Regions from separate parts of the Gasterosteus aculeatus genome. Here region 2 is linked to region 1. Evidence: chromatin contacts called from public Hi-C data. All regions are on one chromosome and are shown on one strand. The core of a region is the stretch at or near the end of the contact, and the rest is flanking DNA. Distances in the headings are between cores, read along the strand shown. Region 1 overlaps casz1 (castor zinc finger 1). Region 2 overlaps casz1 (castor zinc finger 1).

Evidence for each region. A called contact is a pair of places that touch in the nucleus more often than the background predicts.
Region 2: a Hi-C map of tail fin shows a contact between it and region 1, with 1.5 times the contacts expected there. The contact joins two enhancer-like sites. A contact is called at or near these places in 2 of 6 Hi-C or Micro-C datasets (skeletal muscle and tail fin).

The regions. Positions count from the first base shown.
Region 1 is chr2:12,714,680-12,717,681 of fGasAcu3.hap1.1, reverse strand. The region is part of intron 4 of casz1 (castor zinc finger 1); the gene reads right to left. Among protein-coding and RNA genes, the nearest start is that of LOC144384509, 5.1 kb to the right of the region's middle. Within about 2 kb of position 1,366, at least 4 of the 9 cell types and tissues checked have open chromatin away from gene starts, as enhancers often do.
Region 2 is chr2:12,772,295-12,775,358 of fGasAcu3.hap1.1, reverse strand. casz1 (castor zinc finger 1) reads right to left here. Exons shown (of 22, transcript XM_078083529.1): 12 at 2,993-3,064; 13 at 2,555-2,618; 14 at 1,495-1,658; 15 at 1,238-1,360; 16 at 821-1,132; 17 at 531-729. Among protein-coding and RNA genes, the nearest start is that of pex14, 62 kb to the left of the region's middle. Within about 2 kb of position 1,573, at least 3 of the 9 cell types and tissues checked have open chromatin away from gene starts, as enhancers often do.

The sequences.
Region 1 (3,002 bases), core at 117-2,616:
TTAGCGGTTATTTTACTCTGTAGATCAGCTGGTGCTGTTATGGACATGACACTTTGGGCACAGAGCAGGAGAGATAAAGCTTTTAAAGTGGCCCTGCTCCTTTTTTTATTGTCATTTAGCGATTACGTATCAGAACAATTAAAAAGTTAGCCTGAGATATCTATTAACTTTGCTCTTTTTTATTTCTCCTGTGCTTCAGGAGGAAGAGAAATTGCACGGCAATGCAACGTGTCAATAACATGCCAGGGACGACATAACATTTCGATGCCTCGGAGAGGAATGTTTCCTAGTTCTCCCAAGTCGAATCATGTTTTCTAATATTGTCTCTCGACTAAGAAAGCAGAATGCCCAGTTCATTTCCAAATACTAATGTCACACGCAGCAATTGAGAGGGTTTCGACTTGGCCAAATATAGAAAATTCCGGCACAATAGGGGGAACAGGTGCTGAGAGTCCATCGAAAGTGACGAAGCCAAAGAGCCGGGTTGCTGCTGAATGCCAAATAAGGCAGCGCGAGACGTTGCACCAAGGCACTAAACAACCTTCTGTATTGTGTATTTTCTGACTCTGTCAACTGTCATCTCCTGCACAGTTTTTCACGGTGTTCAGACTTCATGCCAGGGCCGTTTTTCACTTCATTATCAGCCGAACAAGAGAAAACAGGCAACACATTTGATGCATTACTCATTTCTCCACTCCTTCCAAAAGTATTTCTAATAGACAACAGGGCTTTGGCACTCCTGAAATATGCAGAAACGTCTCAACCTAACCCTTAATCATTGAAATCGTCTGGTATAACCTGTATTTGGAGATTTTATGACCTTGCCAACACCTGCCCTCCACCCTGGTGGAAAACAAAACCGAATTGAATTCATTCTTTCTTCGCTGTTGTGTTACTCAAATACACGTTGTTCGAGGGGGGGGGCGGCTCCGGTGTGACTGAGTTCGGCGAGGGAAGTGCAACTGATGGCCCACGTGTCTCAGGAGAGGGAGGGAAAGAGAGACGTCAGGGCCCGGGCCTCCCGCACACAGGCGCTAAGGCTACGCTCCCAAACATCAAACACATACGTGCTCACGTGTCTCAAGGGGCGCACTCCCCCCTCCCCCCTCCCCCAAAACCAGCCCCTCACCCCCGGCTGAGGCAGGAGCCCGGTGAGACGCGAACTCTCGTCATGCACGCGGGGGTGAAATCCTAAAAAGGGGATACGGAATGGACAGCGACAAGAGGAGAAAAAGGCTAAGCTGTGGATATGGGACGGCCAACTGTTCTGCTAACAGCCTCTTAACAGGTGTGGGCTCTGGAACCATGTAATCCTATCAAGTTACCAAGTAAAAAAAAAGAAAAAAAAGAAAGGAATCCAGCAAACTGGGCTTTGCCTCTCTCTCTCTCTCTCTCTCTCTCTCTCTCTCTGTCTCCGTTGGCAGTGACAGAAGTGAACAGCTGGGCTTCAGATTCATCGTGTACGGGCAGTAATTATTGCCGGTGCTGCCTGCTACTGACCCAAGTCAATAGAATGTCACATGAAAAAACACACGGCGGAATAGGGGGGACCTGAGGCTGAGGGGGGCCGGGGTGCGTGTCTGCCTGTGTGTGTGTGTGTGTCTATGTGTGTGACACACAGGAGAAAGAGGAGGACAGTGTTTAAAAGTCACTACGTTCCTGTTTGCAGTCAATTACGGACGGGGACGGGGACGGGGACGGGGTGTTGGCTCCGTAACCCGGCAGAGCAAACATTTTCCTGCACACGGAGATGGTTGACAGAAAAAATTGCTTCTGTTTGTTTGTACAGATTTTTTCTTTTCTTCTTTCGGATCAAAATGAAAGCCACAGTCGGTACGACAAGCACCTTAATCCCGTCAAAGCAAAGCTGGTAGAGTATTGAAACTTAAGAGATGTGCTCAATGATAAAAAATGAATGAAAAAAAAAAGCAGCAGTAGAGTGAGACAACGGATTTAGCTCAACACCGTCCCGCCTTTGACCTTACATGTATGATTAACTAAACTAACCAAGGTATTGATGAATTATAAAAAAAAACAGATGTTGGACCACACAAAGTGTTTCCATCATTGTACCCAGGCTGACCCCACCTGCTGTATTTGTTCTAGAGAGATAAAAGTGTCTCTGATAAACTATCAATTTATTACCTGTGTCAATCACTGTCCTTGTCATTAAATAGTTAACCCTGCATCTGCTGCTGCTGCTTCTTCTTCCACACATTCAGCTGTGTGAAAGTATTCCATACCGACGAACCTACGCGCGTAACGGTTCACACCTTATAGACCCTCCGCCACATTTAAAAGGATTAGTCACCACATTTTGTGCTGGCTTAATCTCTCTTTCAGCTGGCCTAATAAGTGCGCTTCGATAAACTAAGCATGCAAATTCATTCATGGCCAGTGGAGACCGTGCTTTCAGACAAATGCGACAAAGTCTTCCACCCTGCTAATTACCTCTTCATTTTCCCCTTTTCCTCTCTTATACAGCATGTCAATGACTAGAGACTATTCTTCCCCCTTACTTTGCATGAAATTATAATTTCATATTTAAGATTAGGAAATCGGGACAGGGAGGGAAAAAAGGTGAAGGGAGCTTTTCTCTTGAATCTCACAAGAATACATGACATGGCATATACAGCTGTGAGATTTTAAAAAAAGGATTTATTTTTGGCTGTTAACGCTGAGAGAATTCGAAAAAAAGAAACAAAGGAAAATTCCCAGAAAATAATACATAATTAAAACTTTTTTTTTCTAATTAATGACATCATTTATAATTCATTGCCATTCTTTATAAGATAGTATAATTAAAAAGGATACCTCACCGTTCTCATTTCCCCCCCTTTTTTTTAAGTAGTCTAGTTTAACAAACATGCATTATCTTTGATAGTTAAAACTTGGCCCGTTATATTTTAGATGATAAAGGCAATGAAGACCCAAGGTGCAACCTGTTTATCATTCTGGAATATTTCTTCACCGAGTATTAATTAGGCCATTACTCCAGATTG
Region 2 (3,064 bases), core at 324-2,823, 57 kb before region 1:
GATCATCTCAGTTCAGGAGAGGGAGACTGAGTGGTGGAGGCGGCGGTAGGACAAGGCGGAGGATGAGGGGCAGGGGAAGGGAGGAGGGGACTTTTTGTGAGAGGGGTGATTTTCGACACATTAATGAATTCATTTAAATGGTTTTCCAAATACGGGCTCATGAGAGCAGGCGGGGGCTGCCATTTAGGTTTCATTTGCAAAGCATTCCCCTGATTTTTGCCCTATTCCAGACAGCCTTGTTTACTGTGCAAGTGACAATGATTTATTGGGTAATATCAGCTAAATTGGCCTTTTCTGAGAGGAGAATGCGGCAGTCAAAATGACATCATTGACATATAAACAGGCATTACTGGGGTGAGTCGACTATCTTTTTCAGCAGAGATGGAAGACGGCGAGCGGCGGTTGTGAAAGCCTTGAGTCAAATAACCTCAAATACCGGTCTAATAGATAGCATACTTCATGCTTAGAAACCTCCAGGAGATGACAGTAGGTGATTCAGCTCCTGGCTCCAGTTATCAAGCCTCACTCACCTGGTTGGGACAGAGACACTGGAGAGAGTAGTAGGAAAACTGGTCGCGGACGTTGACCAGGTTGTTGTTGGGGTTGATGTGGTCCAGGCAGTGGGACTCGGCCTTGCCAGACGTCTTGCACACATACTTGCAATTCCCAAACAAGCAGTGGAAGTGGAACTTGTTATTGTACTTGCAGTCAGTAGCCAAACAGGGATCACTGTGAGAAAAGAAAAAAGAAAATGCAGTTCATGGTCTAATAAACACACTGTACTCTAAATGCATAGGAAGAAGATGCATGTTTCTCTTACTTTTCCTGAAACTGCAGGAAACCAGGTTTGACTTGAGGCTTAGCATTCTCCAGGGAGGTGGTGGCCAGAGGAGAGTTGGCTGGCAGGTTGGGCATGGAGGCCGGCATCTGGGGGATGCTGCCGGTCAGCTGCTTCCAGGCCAGCAGTGCGGGAGGAGGAGAGCTGTAGCCACCGGAGGAGGTGAGGTGTGCCACATCCACGGAGGAGTTGTTGGCCATTGAGACGGGGGCAGCGGGCTGCAGCGAGGCTCCCTCGCCGGAGTCACCGAACTGAGGCTCCGACTTCACTTTCAAGGTAGCACGCAGGTGGAAGCTGAGAAACAAGACGGGAGCTCATTTTCATGTTGATCAGTAAAGAAAGAAAGCCCAAAATGGGGAGAGGGTTCCTAATCAGATGATGAACCAGCGGAGCACTCACTTGGCGTGCTTTATGGCTCCATCCACAGTGCTGAAGAGTGCACCACAGTCCTCTACCAGGCAGTGGAAGTGGACTTTCTGTAGGAAGTCGCACTGAGCCTCACAGAAGTCCTCTGTGTCGAACCTTAACATGGACGGATAACAAAGACTGTCATTTACTGCCTTCCCAGAAACTTGGCAAATCTATTTTCAGTACTTTTTAACATTCCATTGAGAACAAGTGAGTCGACTCGTTGCAACCTCCTCCGTGTGTTTTACCTGCGCAGGTATGTCCTCCAGATCTCAGTGGATTTCTCTGGCAGAGGCCTCTTCAGCACTCTGTTCAGATAGTGCGCCGCCTCCGAGGTGTTGCCTTCCTGGCCGGACTCCAGCTCCGTCTTCAGGTTCATGGCGCTGAACAGGGCAGGGTTCACCTGTGACATCTACAAAACACATAGCACATAAACAACCCGCTGCTCGGTTCGCCGAACATACGGAAGCTGGGCCACTTGCATATGTTGGTGAGAGTGTGGGAGTTTTAACACACACACACACGCAAATGTTTTGTCGAAGCGAAAAAAAGAAAAAAAAAGCACTGCCAGATTTACAAACATGCAGGCTTTTGCTTGAGTGCAGGCCAAACGTGTGTGCCAAGCGTCTCCTGGGAGCCACCGTTAACCCTTTTATGTGCTGTGGTGGCTTGAAACCCCCCCCTCCCTCCTACCCCCCTAAAGCTGACATGACACGAGGAGCCATTGGACAACAAGCCCCTTCACTGTCTGGGCTTAATGACTGCTTTGAGGAAAGGAACTAGAAAACGCTTGTATGTGTGTGGGGAGGGGACGGGAAGGTGGGCCGGGCTGATCCTATTACATCATCAATGTGATGGAAACCACCTGGCACATTTGTATAAATAAGACAAGATGTATTATTAAGACAACTAAATAAATAGCTGAAATTTCCATTGGCTAACATTTAGACCTGTTAAAAATCAGGGCAGCGCCTTCCTGTTGTTGTTTTATTCACTTGACATTTTAATAAAAAAGTTAAGTCTATGAATGATTGTAGAGCATGGCGGGGGAAGAAAAAGCATAAAGTTCAAAACAGCTCATCAAAAAACAAACATCTCTATATATCTGGCATTGCACCCAGCTACCGCTTCATTATATTAATTTGTGAGAGGTGCGGTGAAAATTACACTGTATGAAAAATGGTTGGTAAATTTAAATGATACAAACTCATCTTATTAGCGGTGAAACATAAAATAAAAAAAAAACAACCCCCACCGTGTCCCGCTAATTTGTCTTGGGATGAAAGGTGTTTGATGGATGGATCTTACCTTATTCATAAGCGAGGATAAAAGAGATGTATTCCCTGGTACAGGGTGTCCGTTTGATTCATTACTGGAACAAGGAAAATGAACAATGTTTAGACAAGATTTGCATGAGAACAGTAAATATTACTATTTATCATGCAAAGCGTGCTTGTATAATGAAGAATAAAAATGCTGTCTTCTTGTGAAATAAGATATAGCGTGAGTTGAAGGGAATATTGAAGTTGACAGTTTATATAAACATCCTTCACACACAAAGAATTGAGAAATATGTCGAGGATTTTCTAAACGTACGCACGTGTATAAATGAGATATTTGTGATAAATAAATTGCCCTTGAGAGAGAGGAAACCTCAGTTCCTCGTTTATTTATTTTCTTAATATATTAGGTGAGTCAACGTTGTTGGTATAGCATTAACGCTTTATGCCCCAGGCGGCTGTGTACCTGTGGTCTTTCTTGCTGAGGTCTAGGCTGTGCTCCTGCGTGGACTCTTGGGTGGGCCCGGGGTTGACGTTG